2 separate regions of the Sus scrofa genome follow, and region 2 is linked to region 1. Evidence: chromatin contacts called from public Hi-C data. All regions are on one chromosome and are shown on one strand. The core of a region is the stretch at or near the end of the contact, and the rest is flanking DNA. Distances in the headings are between cores, read along the strand shown.

What was found. A called contact is a pair of places that touch in the nucleus more often than the background predicts.
Region 2: a contact with region 1 is called in a Hi-C map of embryonic fibroblasts, with 1.8 times the contacts expected there. The contact joins two enhancer-like sites. A contact is called at or near these places in 2 of 47 Hi-C or Micro-C datasets (embryonic fibroblasts and fibroblasts).

Annotation. Positions count from the first base shown.
Region 1 is chr2:16,254,073-16,259,572 of Sscrofa11.1, reverse strand. No RefSeq gene overlaps it. Among named protein-coding and RNA genes, the nearest start is that of CREB3L1, 36 kb to the right of the region's middle. Within about 2 kb of position 4,187, at least 32 of the 83 cell types and tissues checked have an H3K27ac peak or open chromatin away from gene starts, as enhancers often do. A contact at or near this core is called in embryonic fibroblasts, where this site is marked.
Region 2 is chr2:16,417,791-16,423,568 of Sscrofa11.1, reverse strand. All of the region lies in intron 5 of PHF21A (PHD finger protein 21A), which reads right to left. Among named protein-coding and RNA genes, the nearest start is that of PHF21A, 79 kb to the right of the region's middle. Within about 2 kb of position 4,063, at least 33 of the 83 cell types and tissues checked have an H3K27ac peak or open chromatin away from gene starts, as enhancers often do. A contact at or near this core is called in embryonic fibroblasts, where this site is marked.

The sequences.
Region 1 (5,500 bases), core at 2,938-5,437:
TTTTAGCCCAGCGAGACTCATTTTGGACTTCTGATCTACAAAACTGTAAGATAATAGACCGGTGCTATTTTAAGCCACTAACTTGGTGGTGATTTGTTACAGCAGCCATAGAAAACAAATGCAAACCTAAATGTCTGTCTGCAGAGGACAGGCTAACTAAATGCAGTGTAATACCACTTAGCCCTATAAAGACGTAGCCTGGTATGTCCTGAGAGTGAATTAGTTTCAAGATACACTGTTTGGTTTAAAACAAAACACACACACACACAGACACACAGATTGTACAGCAAGATATCTGTGTAAAAAAGAGGCAAAGTTCTAAATCCGCATAGATCCTTATAGATGCATAGACTATGTCTGGTAATATTTATTGCCACTAAGGGAGGAGAAATGTGTGGTAAGAGGTTCCAATGGGAGAGACACTCATTTTTCACTGAATCTTCTTTCACGCTGTTGTGACCTTGGAGATTTGTTTGTTTGTTTGTCTGGGTTTTTTGTTTGTTTGTTTGTTTTTAATCATATGCAAGTATTGGTTTAAAAATAAAGAGGGAAAATTTTTCCTAAGTAAAGGAAGAGAGCCCTGCCCAGTCTTAAATGAGTTTGTAGTGTTTCCATCTTTTTCATGAGTCTCAACTGACTCCCTTCCACAAGCGGCTCACTGCCACATGCCTTTTCTTGTCGAATCTTCCCAACAACCCTGCCGAGTTGGTGTCCTTGTTATCCCCAGCCCTCCTTGAGACGCTGAGGCTCCGAGACCAGATCGCACAGCTGGTGAGTTTGCAGCTGGATTGGAAAACCTGGTCTTCCAGCTCCAGGGTTCTTGCCTAAACTACCGCACAGCTGTTGCTGGTTTCAGTGGCCAATCCGGGCCAGCCTAACCCTCGGGGGCTACCACGCAGAGCTGTCAGACAAGGATCTCAGCCCTCTCCTTTGCCTTCTTTCGGGTCCTTTTCCGATCTCTGAGTTGAGGAGAAGGTCGGCCTCAGGAGGGGCCCTGTCTCCGCTGCTTTCTGGGTTTCAGCCCACCTTCTCCTGTTACATCTCTCAGCAAAGTTCCTTCTGCGCCTTCTGGGGAGAGGCCGCTACTCGCCACCCACTCGCTGAGGCTCTAATTGTTCTCGTCGGTGGGCTCACGTTGCAGTGGGCCCAGTGCAGCCACCTGCTCTCCTCATGCGAGATGAAACCCTAGAGATGATGAGCCTCCTGGTAGTATTACATCTTGATCAAATAAGGCTGCCCTGAGATTTCTCACTCCTGCGAGCTTGGGGCCAGAGACAAGGGGGTTGCCCTCTGTCTGTCAGCAACTTACAACTCTGGACCGACAACCTACCTTTCTGGGCCTCTCTTTCTAGTGCGATGGATATCAGGTTCCCGCACTGCATGGACAGATGTGGCCGGGCCATTTACCTATTTGGAGCATGGTTTAAATATAACCAAAGTGTCTTTCAAGTTGAGGATCTCAAAGCATTTTAAAATGAGTAATTAATGAAGTTCAACCCCCAGAAAAAGCAAGAATTATGATCTTCATTTTATAAATAGATCAAAGGTCACACAATCAATGGCAGATGTAGGAAACAGATGTAAGAATTCTGCTTTTGTCCCTGGCTGCAGCCACTAAATCCCACTCCTGGTATCACTGACAGAGTTTTTTTCTGCTCTCTGACTTCTGGCCAAAGACATGGAATTGGCCTTTATATGTTTCCACTTAAAGGTTTGAAATCTATATATGGTTCATACGCCTTTGATATGTCTGGAATTTATAAAAGAAAGGGAGAAGAATGATATTTGATGCTTTTCAGAGATCGTGTTGGGACTGAGCCTTATATGGTGGGTCAAATGCCAGTAAAGGGAGGGAAAAAAAACTGCTCGCCAGATCTTCAGGAAGTTCACCTTTATTCTCTCTCTGAAAGAACGCTGTCTGTTACAATTAACCAGAGTGTATCTTCAGTCACCAAAATGATTGTTCTGGGAATCGGGAAAGGCACCAGTTATTGAGCGCTAAGTGTGTGCTAAGCATGGCTCCACATACTCAAATGTGTTTATATTGCCTGATTCTTACAAACAGCTGAGAAGGTTTTTATTATTTGTTCATTTTATAGATAATATAACTGGACTTAGGGGTAAAAGATGGGTTGAAGAGAAAGGAAAGAAAAGAAAGAGACAGCTCAAAGGAAATTAAGCAAAAATGATTGGCTATAGATTCTGTGCCAGAGGCATCGTATTGAGAGAGGTACAAAGATGGAGACAGGAAAAATGAATAACATAGCACCAGATTCCTGCTCTCAAGGAGCCTGCCACCTTACGGGTCATGGAAGGTGAGGGCTGAAGTGACGAGCATATAAAAAGACAATGTCAATACAACTCCGTACGGAAGTATTTACTATTAAGTTCCTGGTATGTTAGACACTGCATGCGTTGCAGGGCACCGTCCCTCCTCTCATGGAGCTTACAGTTTAGTGGGAAAGTCAGCCATTAATCAAATAATCACGCAGATTTGAAACTGCACTTAGGTGGGGTAGAAGACACCAGATGGGCTTCAGCCTGACAAAGAATTAGTATCCAGAATATATAAAGAACTCCTACACATAGTAAGAGAGAATCCAATAGAAGCACTGGCAAATAAACCAAGGGGCAATTTTAAAAGACGAAAGGCAAATAGCCAATAAACAAATGAAAGTATGTTCAGTCTCTCTTGTAAACAGGGAATTGCAAATTAAAACACTGGAATACCATTTCACACCCACCAGCTTGGCAAAAATTTTAAAGTCTGACATTACCAAGTGTTGTTGAGGAAGCCAAGCACAGGAACTCTTAGACAGCTATCGAAGTGTAAATTGGTACAATCACTTTGAAAAACTGTTCAGCCATGCCCAGCAAAGCTGCCAATTCACACACCCAGAGCCCAGCAATTCCACGTCCAAGCATCTACCCTGGGGGGTTCACTTTCACAGAAGGGGATAGGTCTTTAAAAATATTAATTGTAGCATTGCTTCTAACAACAGAAAATGATGTGAAAACAAAGCTGAATGTCCTCCCGAAGGAGATGGGTAAAGTGTGGCGAACTCATCCAAAGGGACCCTGATCAGAAGTGAAAATGTATGATCCAGAATTACATGTATCAGTGTGGTTACCTTTCAAAATCATGCTGAGTGAAAAAAGTGAGTTACACAATGATACATCCAGTAAATGCCATTTCTTCAAAGTTTACAAACATGCCAAACAAGCCTATGAAGTGTTTACAGGCACAAACATATGCAGGAAAAAAAATACAAAAGCATGTATGGGACTGATGAACACCAAATGCAGGAGAGCGAGTACCTTAGGCAGGGGGCAGAAATGGGTGCAGAAGGCTCAACCTAGATCTGTAACGTTTTATGTCCTTAAACAAGATTTGAGGAAAATACGGCAAATGTTAAGCCTTGGCAGGTGGGGGGTAAGCAGGGGAAGGGTAAAGAATTAACACGTGTTAAGGGTATTATTCTCTGTGTGTTTTTTTTTTTTTTTTTTTTTTTTTTTTTTTTTGTCTTTTGTTGTTGTTGTTGCTATTTCTTGGGCCGCTCCCTCGGCATATGGAGGTTCCCAGGCTAGGGGTTGAATCGGAGCTGTAGCCACCGGCCTACGCCAGAGCCACAGCAACGCAGGATCCGAGCCGCGTCTGCAACCTACACCACAGCTCACGACAACGCCGGATCGTTAACCCACTGAGCAAGGGCAGGGACTGAACCCGCAACCTCATGGTTCCTAGTCGGATTCGTTAACCACTGCGCCACGACGGGAACTCCTCTGTGTGTTTTTTATATGCTTTGATCAATCAAAGGAGAATTTGATTGAATTGGGGGTGAGGTGGGGAGGGGTCAAGGATGGGGTCTCTGAGGAAACGATGCTTACTTAGGATGAGAGCCAAAAATTTAGGCGGTGAGGAAGGGCAGAAAAGCACACCAGGCAGGAAGGAGAGGCTGCACAAAGGGTGGGAGGTGGGAGGGTGAACACTGACCAGGAAGGGAGACCCCCAGTGTGGCCGCAGCTGAGTTGGGGGTGGGGTGGGGGATGGTGCACCAACCATACAGGCCTCATAGGCCTTCTGGAAAGGTCAGGCCTTTATGCCGAATACCACTATAGTGCCGAGATAGAAAGCTTTGGAGACCCAGAGACATGTCACTCTGCTGGACAGCAGAACAGGGAGGGCGGTCTTGCAGAGGTGACTCACATCTTAAGCTTTGGAGAATGAGTAAGAGGAAGCCAACTGGAGGAGGAGGGGGAGAAAGGTGTAAATTCCTTTGAAGGGGTTCAACAGCAGTAAAGATACCCAAGACCTTGGGTCAGGTGGTCTCAAGCAGGGTCCAACACCCAAGACAAGCTCCGAAAGGTGTCCGATAGAAAATGGCAGAGGAGAGTGGGCTTGGGGGGGTCCCAGGCTGGGCAGCCTTAAGCAGAGAAAGGCATGGCCAGACACGATTGTAGATTCTGGCGGTGTGTGAAGGATGGATTTGAAGGAGGCGGGAGTGTAGCAGGGAGCTCTTTGAGGAGAATTTGTTAATAGCCAATGAGAGAGGGACACCTAAGCCAAGCTGGCTGGAATTAGGATGGAGAAATGGAGAGTGCCTGGAGAGGTGCTGGGGGTGGGGGGGATGCGAGGCAGCTGCGATGATGGGGTGATTGGGAGTGCCATCACTGAGATGGACAATTACAGGAGCCAGACGCTGCGAGTTGGAGGTGCGTGCAGGGCAAGCCAAATGGAACTGTCCCGCCAGCGAAGAGATGGGCGCGCCGAGCACTGCGGATGGAGCTGAGAGTGGGAGGCGCCTCCTGTGGGTGGTTATTAACCACTCGCGGCAAATGAGTTGGTCCGGAGGAGGGCAGAGGAAGAAGAAACTGAGTGGGTCGGTGGGGACCAGAAGGAATGAGATTGGGGCGGGTGCAGGCCAGAGAGGACAGGAAGGGAAGGACCACGCCGACGCTGAGCAGCGCCCCGGGAGGTCAGCTCCGCGCGGGGCTGGGCGGACTTGGGGGCGCGGGCGGGTGTCGGCATCTCCTGCCTCCCCGCCGGGCTGCAGGCGGAGCCTGGGTGCGCGAGGCGTCGGCAGGCGCTGCAGAGCCAACCCCGGCCAGGGCCTTCCCGCAGCTCCTTGGGCTGCCTCGGCTGCAGCCGCCGGGAACAGCAGGGCATCCGCGCGGCTGGGCCACCCCGGCCATCCCGGCCACCCCAGGCTTCCCGCGTGTCCAGGCCGCGCCTCCCCACCGCCCGCGGACCTGGCGACGTCACTGCGGCTCTGACGCGCGCTAATGGAGGCACGGGTGGAGGCGGCGTGGCGCGGGCATCCTCCCGGGAGGTCCCGGTCCTTGCAGCCCGCGGCCGCGTTCTTGGCCCTACTCCAGGGGAACCTCGATTTTCCAAACTCGGGAAGGCCGGCTGTCCTTCGGCTACTGATAAGGACGCAAGCGCCGGGTAAAAGATTTTAACAATGCCCGGAAAGAAATAGTCGGACCCAAGAAAGAGACT
Region 2 (5,778 bases), core at 2,814-5,313, 160 kb before region 1:
GACACAAGAGCTTCCCTTAACATCAGGAAAGAGAAAAGCCAGAATGCAGTATTTTCCAGTAGATGGGTCAGGCTCCACTCTATCTGGGGGGTTATTAGAAGCTACCCAAAGGCTATCTCATACAGGCTTTTCTAATCATCTCACACATTCCTCACATACATATTTCTCTGTCAGAAGGGCTGGTAATGGGATTAAGCCATAAGATCAAAATAATATTAAATGATGATGGTGGTGGGGAAGATCTTGGTTGGAATCCAGATGGTAAAGGAGCCTGCTACATGTAAACACACTGTAAAACTCAAGGACTTGGAAGGAAGTCTATCTTCACTCTGTTAAGAGTGTCTGGACAAATGAGAGTACTTTCCAAAGATTCTTCCAGGATTCCTCCTGTCTACACTGCAGGACACACAGTTGGCACTGCACCCCCATAGGGAATGCTCCAGTCAAAGTGTATATTCAGGAGTTTTACACTGTTTTCTAGTCTAGGTCAGGTCAAAATAAACAGCTTTACCCTCGATAAAGTTTAAGCTAACCTAAAATGATTCAGGAGAGCTATTCAGGCACTGTTTTCATGTTTAACAAGTGACAAATTCCAGAGAGAATGTAATTGACCAAATAAACATCACTAGGGGCAAATAAATGAGCAATTGGTATAGTATAGACCCAGACTGAAAGAAAGGCTTCAGGCAAGTCACCTCGCCTCTCTGCACTCTAGGCTCCTCTAATGACAGCTCCTGTGTAATTCACAAGGAGGTAGGCAGGATTAATTTGATAATGTCTATAAAGTGCTTTGAGTTCCTTAGAGAAAAGTGATATAAGTGGTTATTACTACATCCCACTAATGTGAAGTTGCACAACATAAAGGAAAGGAGAAGAAACAAGACTCTTTGATAGTTTATTATATAAGAATTTTTATAGCCTGGTAAGATGTTTCATAATTGTTTTTTATTCATTGGTCTTTATTATATGCCCATGAGACAGGAAACATTCCTAGCTCCCTCTTCTAGATAAAGAAACCAAGACAGGAAGTTAAGTGACTTTTGGAATGCGAGGCATTCTTATCTCTATTTCCCAGATAAGAAAAGCAAGACGGAGAAAGTCAGCGACTTTTCTAGTCATATTCAAGAGGTGAAAGGGATAAGCATAATTAAGAACCTGGAAAACATCAAGGGTCACCATTACTTTTTTTGCAGTGCTCTGACACTTCTGACCAGGGTGCAGTGACTGGGAATCAGAAAGCCTGAGATTAAATACTCGCTCTATCATTTATTGGTTGTAAAATCTTAGAGAAGTCACTGTGTCTTTATGTGTGCCACTTTCATCTATGGGCAAACAAGGACACACTGTGCAAATAAGTGATTACCTTTGTTAGACTGGTATTCTTATTAGGAACATGGGTTCTCCCAGTCCCTACCTTAGGAAAGACAATTCAGTGCCCTCAGACCAAATGAAATATATAGTAATAATTTTAAAAATAGCTTTATTGAGGTATAATTCACATACTATACAATTCACTCATTTAAAGTGTACAAATTCAGTGGCTTTTAGCATATTCACAGAGTTATACAACCAACACGAAATCAATTTTAGAACATTTCATCACCCCAAAAAAAGAAATCCAAACACATGAGCAGTCACTCCCCATTCCCTCACCACACACACACACACACACACACACACACACACACACACACACCCCTGCTGCTTTGGGCAGCCATTAATCTACTGTCTGTCCCTATAAACTTGCATATTCATTAAACGAATGGAATCATATAATTTGTGGCCTTTTGTGATTCGACTCTTTCTTTTTTGTTTTTTGTCTTTTTAGGGCCGCACCTGTGGCATATGGAAGTTCCCAGGCTAGGGGTTAAATCAGAGCTGCAGCTGCCAGCCTATACAAAGGCCACAGCAATGTGGGATCTGAGCCATGTTTGGGACCCACACCACAGTTCAGGGCAATGCTGGATCCTTAACCCAGGGGTTGAACCTGCGTCCTCATGGATACTGGTCGGGTTCATTACCGCTGAGCCATGACAGGAACTCTGTGATTTGATTCTTTCACTTAGCATGTTTTCAAGATTAATTCAATGGTAGCATGCATCAGTACTTCATTCCTTTTATTGCCAAATAATATTCCATTGTATGGGTATACCACATTTTATTTAACCATCTGTCAGTTGATGAGCTGTTTCCATTTTTTGGTTATCATGAATAATGCTGCCATGAACATTTTGTGTACAAGTTTTGTTAGACATATGTTTTCATTTCTCTTGGGCATATACCTAGGAGTAAAAATACTGAGTCACATGATAACTCTATGCTTAAAACTTTGAGGAACTGCCAGGCTGTTTTCTAAAGTGGCTGCAACATTTTACATTCCCATCAGCAATGCCTGAGGAGAAGGCAACTGACGGGAGAACACAGAAGGGAGACATTGACTGGTGCCTGTGCAGAACAGCTAAACTAGCGCTGCAGGATGAGAACTTGTGTTACTGACAACAGGGATGAAAAGGCTTCACATACCAAGTTTTTCTTTTTTCTTTTTCTTTCTTTTTTTGGGGGGTGGGGTGGGTGGAGGGCTGCACCCGCCGCATATGGAAGTTCCCAGGCTAGGGGTCAAATTGGAGCTATAACTGTTGGCCTATGCCACAGCCACGGCAACGCCAGATCCGAAATGCGTCTGTGACCTACACCACAGCTCACAGCAATGCCAGATCCTTAACCCACTGAGCGAGGCCAGGGATGGAATCTGCATCCTCATGGATTCTAGTCAGATTCGTTTCCGCCAAGCCACGAGGGGAACTCCTCCAAGTTTTAGAAAGAAGAGATACTGGCTGTTAGTGTATCTTCCTCCTTTCCTCCCCCTCTGCTTAGGCCCAGGTTAAGGCAAGTGAACCTAACAGCTTTTTTACACCCAGACCAATGTTCCCCCATCTCTAACAGAAAATAATGCATAACTTGCAGAGCCAGCCATTGAAAAGTCTTATATTATTTTTCAGATTCAGGTGGTAATATACATTGTCCTTTTCTGCTTACTAGAATTGGTGTGTAAAATTTATGAAATTTTATAAGCCAGGCCCTCACCATTCCCTTCAATGCATCAGGCTGAGCCCAGCCCAAATACATACGTTTAGTACAGGTCAAGCATACGCTAGCTCCAACACAGTGTATTCCTGCATAGTGGCATCTGCAAGCCAAACAGAACTGGTAGAGGAAAACAGATGGCTTCTAAAAGGGGAAGAGAAGAAAAACAGAAGGTCAGGTAGAAAGGGGTGGAGGGAAGGAAGGGAACAGAAAGAGGCTAAGAGAAAGGAGAAGCATATTTTCTGGTTTTGCTCTTCCCACCTGTCACGGCACTCTCCTTGCTGGTTGCCAGCAGGCTCCCTTGCAAACACAGCTGCAAGTGACAAAGAGCAGCCACTGTCCTACTCAGGGGGTCCCTTCTATGTTCCATATTGTAAACTGTACTGAAATGCCAACTGCTTACAAGAGAGGGAATTATACCCCCATTAGAGCTTGAGGAGCAAAGTGCCAACTATATCCAACTAATTAGTATGAAGGCTCATAGGTTTCCTACAAAATAACAAGACTCCTCAGAAAATAGTAAAAACAAACAGAATCAAGAGATTAAGTACCAAAAACTGTGGCTTTTTAAAAAATTTTGTAGATTTGTCAGACCTGTGATTAATTCAATCAAAATAAAACTGTATCGTCATATAACTCCTGTAGTCACCACATGTTCAATTTGCTGTGGGGCTCTGCTCTTTCACAATTAAAAGAAAATTACCAAGTCTTTCCCCAGCAGAGTTAGGGATTGCCACTAGGGACTGCCAATAGGGGGAAATGCTTCACACCAAGTTTTACAGAGGAGAGATACTAGCTGTCCAGGAATTCTCCTTTTTCTCCCCCTTGCCGAGGCCTAAGCCAAAGCCAAAGCCAAGGCAAAGGGAACATAAGCAGCTTTTTACACAGAGACTAATGTTGCCAGCAGCGTTCCAGTGGCCTTGCTCACGGCAGGAGAAGGCATAGTGACTAATACCGCTGGGTCTTGTTGAAGGAAAGTGGCTGGCTTCCTTTGATCCACTGAGTGGTGTGCTGATCAGTGTGATTTCCCTGTTCTGCTGACTGTGAGCGTGTTGGGGAGAGCGGGAGAGCTGGCTTCTGAGAGGCCCATGCAGGGAAGCAAATTCCAGAGCTGCCGAATCACAGAAAGCAGCAAGAAATAAAAGAGGGCTGAACTGGAAGCAGACACCTTAATTCTGCCAGCATGTTACTTACTGATATAAGGATCTCTGGGAGAGGAATGAAGTAGGTGCTTCTATACGTCTAATTCATCAATTGCAGTACTACACATAACTATTAAACGCCGTGTTCAAGACCAGAGTCCAAGCTCCTGAAACTATCATTTAATAGAAAAGTTTTAATTACGTCATTTTGATGGGTGAGAGGAAAAAACAGGAATTAAGGTTTTTTATAAAAAATTAAAATTAAAAAAGCAAGAATTCATCGGCATCTGTGGCTCTTGGCCGAGCTGTGGAGACGAAGGAAGTCCACCCAGCACCTGCGTGTGTGTGCAGGCCCACAGCTACACACCCTCTCTTCTACTTGCCAGAGAAGAGGCTGCTGGATTAACATGAGTTAATCTGCTTGCATGCTATGCACATTTTTCCCCCTAGTAAACTGCAAAATTTACCTAAAGATAAATATAGCAGTCTCTTAGTCCTTTGCTCCATTCAGCTGCTGCTGACAAACACTTCTGTTATCTCAAATTTCATCAGCAGATTGTACTCCTTCCTGGGGAACAGCAGCAAAAAGTAGCTTTCAAAAAGCATCGTCTCTGAGGTAAAATACACCACATTTAAATGACTTCTGAAAAGGGTAACTTTCCACCTTAAAATAATTCTTGATAGAGTGTATGATTTCTTACACTAGATCTAATCATTGCTGCTTTAAAGAGTAAACAGTCAACTGCAAATTGAACAAACTGCTTTGACTATCCTAGTACCAGAAATGAAATGGATTAGGTCAGCAGGTGGCATGTCATTTCGGTGCTGCCTGGGGGCCCAAAATTTCGTTAGGTCATTCTTATTCTGATGACAGCAGGACTGAAAACCAGAGCATTCAACATTACCTCCCACCTCCATTCTCACAGCCATCTTGGGCACAAAAGAGTTTACAGAAGTCCTGCATCTCCAGTATTGAGGCTGCTTCTAGGGCCTCCAAGATACCTGAGCTGAAGCTGCCCAAGATCTCTGGGACAGGATCTCTGATTTTGGCCTTCTTGGCCACACAAGGAAAGAGAGTTCTCCTCAACAGTTCTTAAGCATGTCAATGTGCAATTCCATTCTGTAGTACTTTCCTTAAAGGAAGGGACTGGCTGTTATGCCTCTGCTCAAAGGGGTGAGGAAACTGTCTAGCCTCTGCTCACATAGGGGGAGTGTTTGGAGAAAGGAACCAACTTAAGCTGAAAAACAAAAAGAAGCGTGATGGGGGTTGGGGAGACAGGCAGGAGAAGACAGGGTAAACTGGGAGAAAAATCCTCCTCTCCAAAAGTCGGGAGCTTCTTGCAATGATGGAAAATCTACACAATCCAACAAGAGTTTTTCTGTTAAGCCTCCTTTTCCCCACATGTATTTCAAACTAGTAGTAGAATTCTAAAACTAAGTAGTCTCCAAAGGTTGTTCCTATAACAGTCAAAATGAGATCAGATTATTTAAGAGTGTCTAGACTTTATGAGATTGAGATAACTCTCAACTTGCTAGGATAACGGAAAATGTT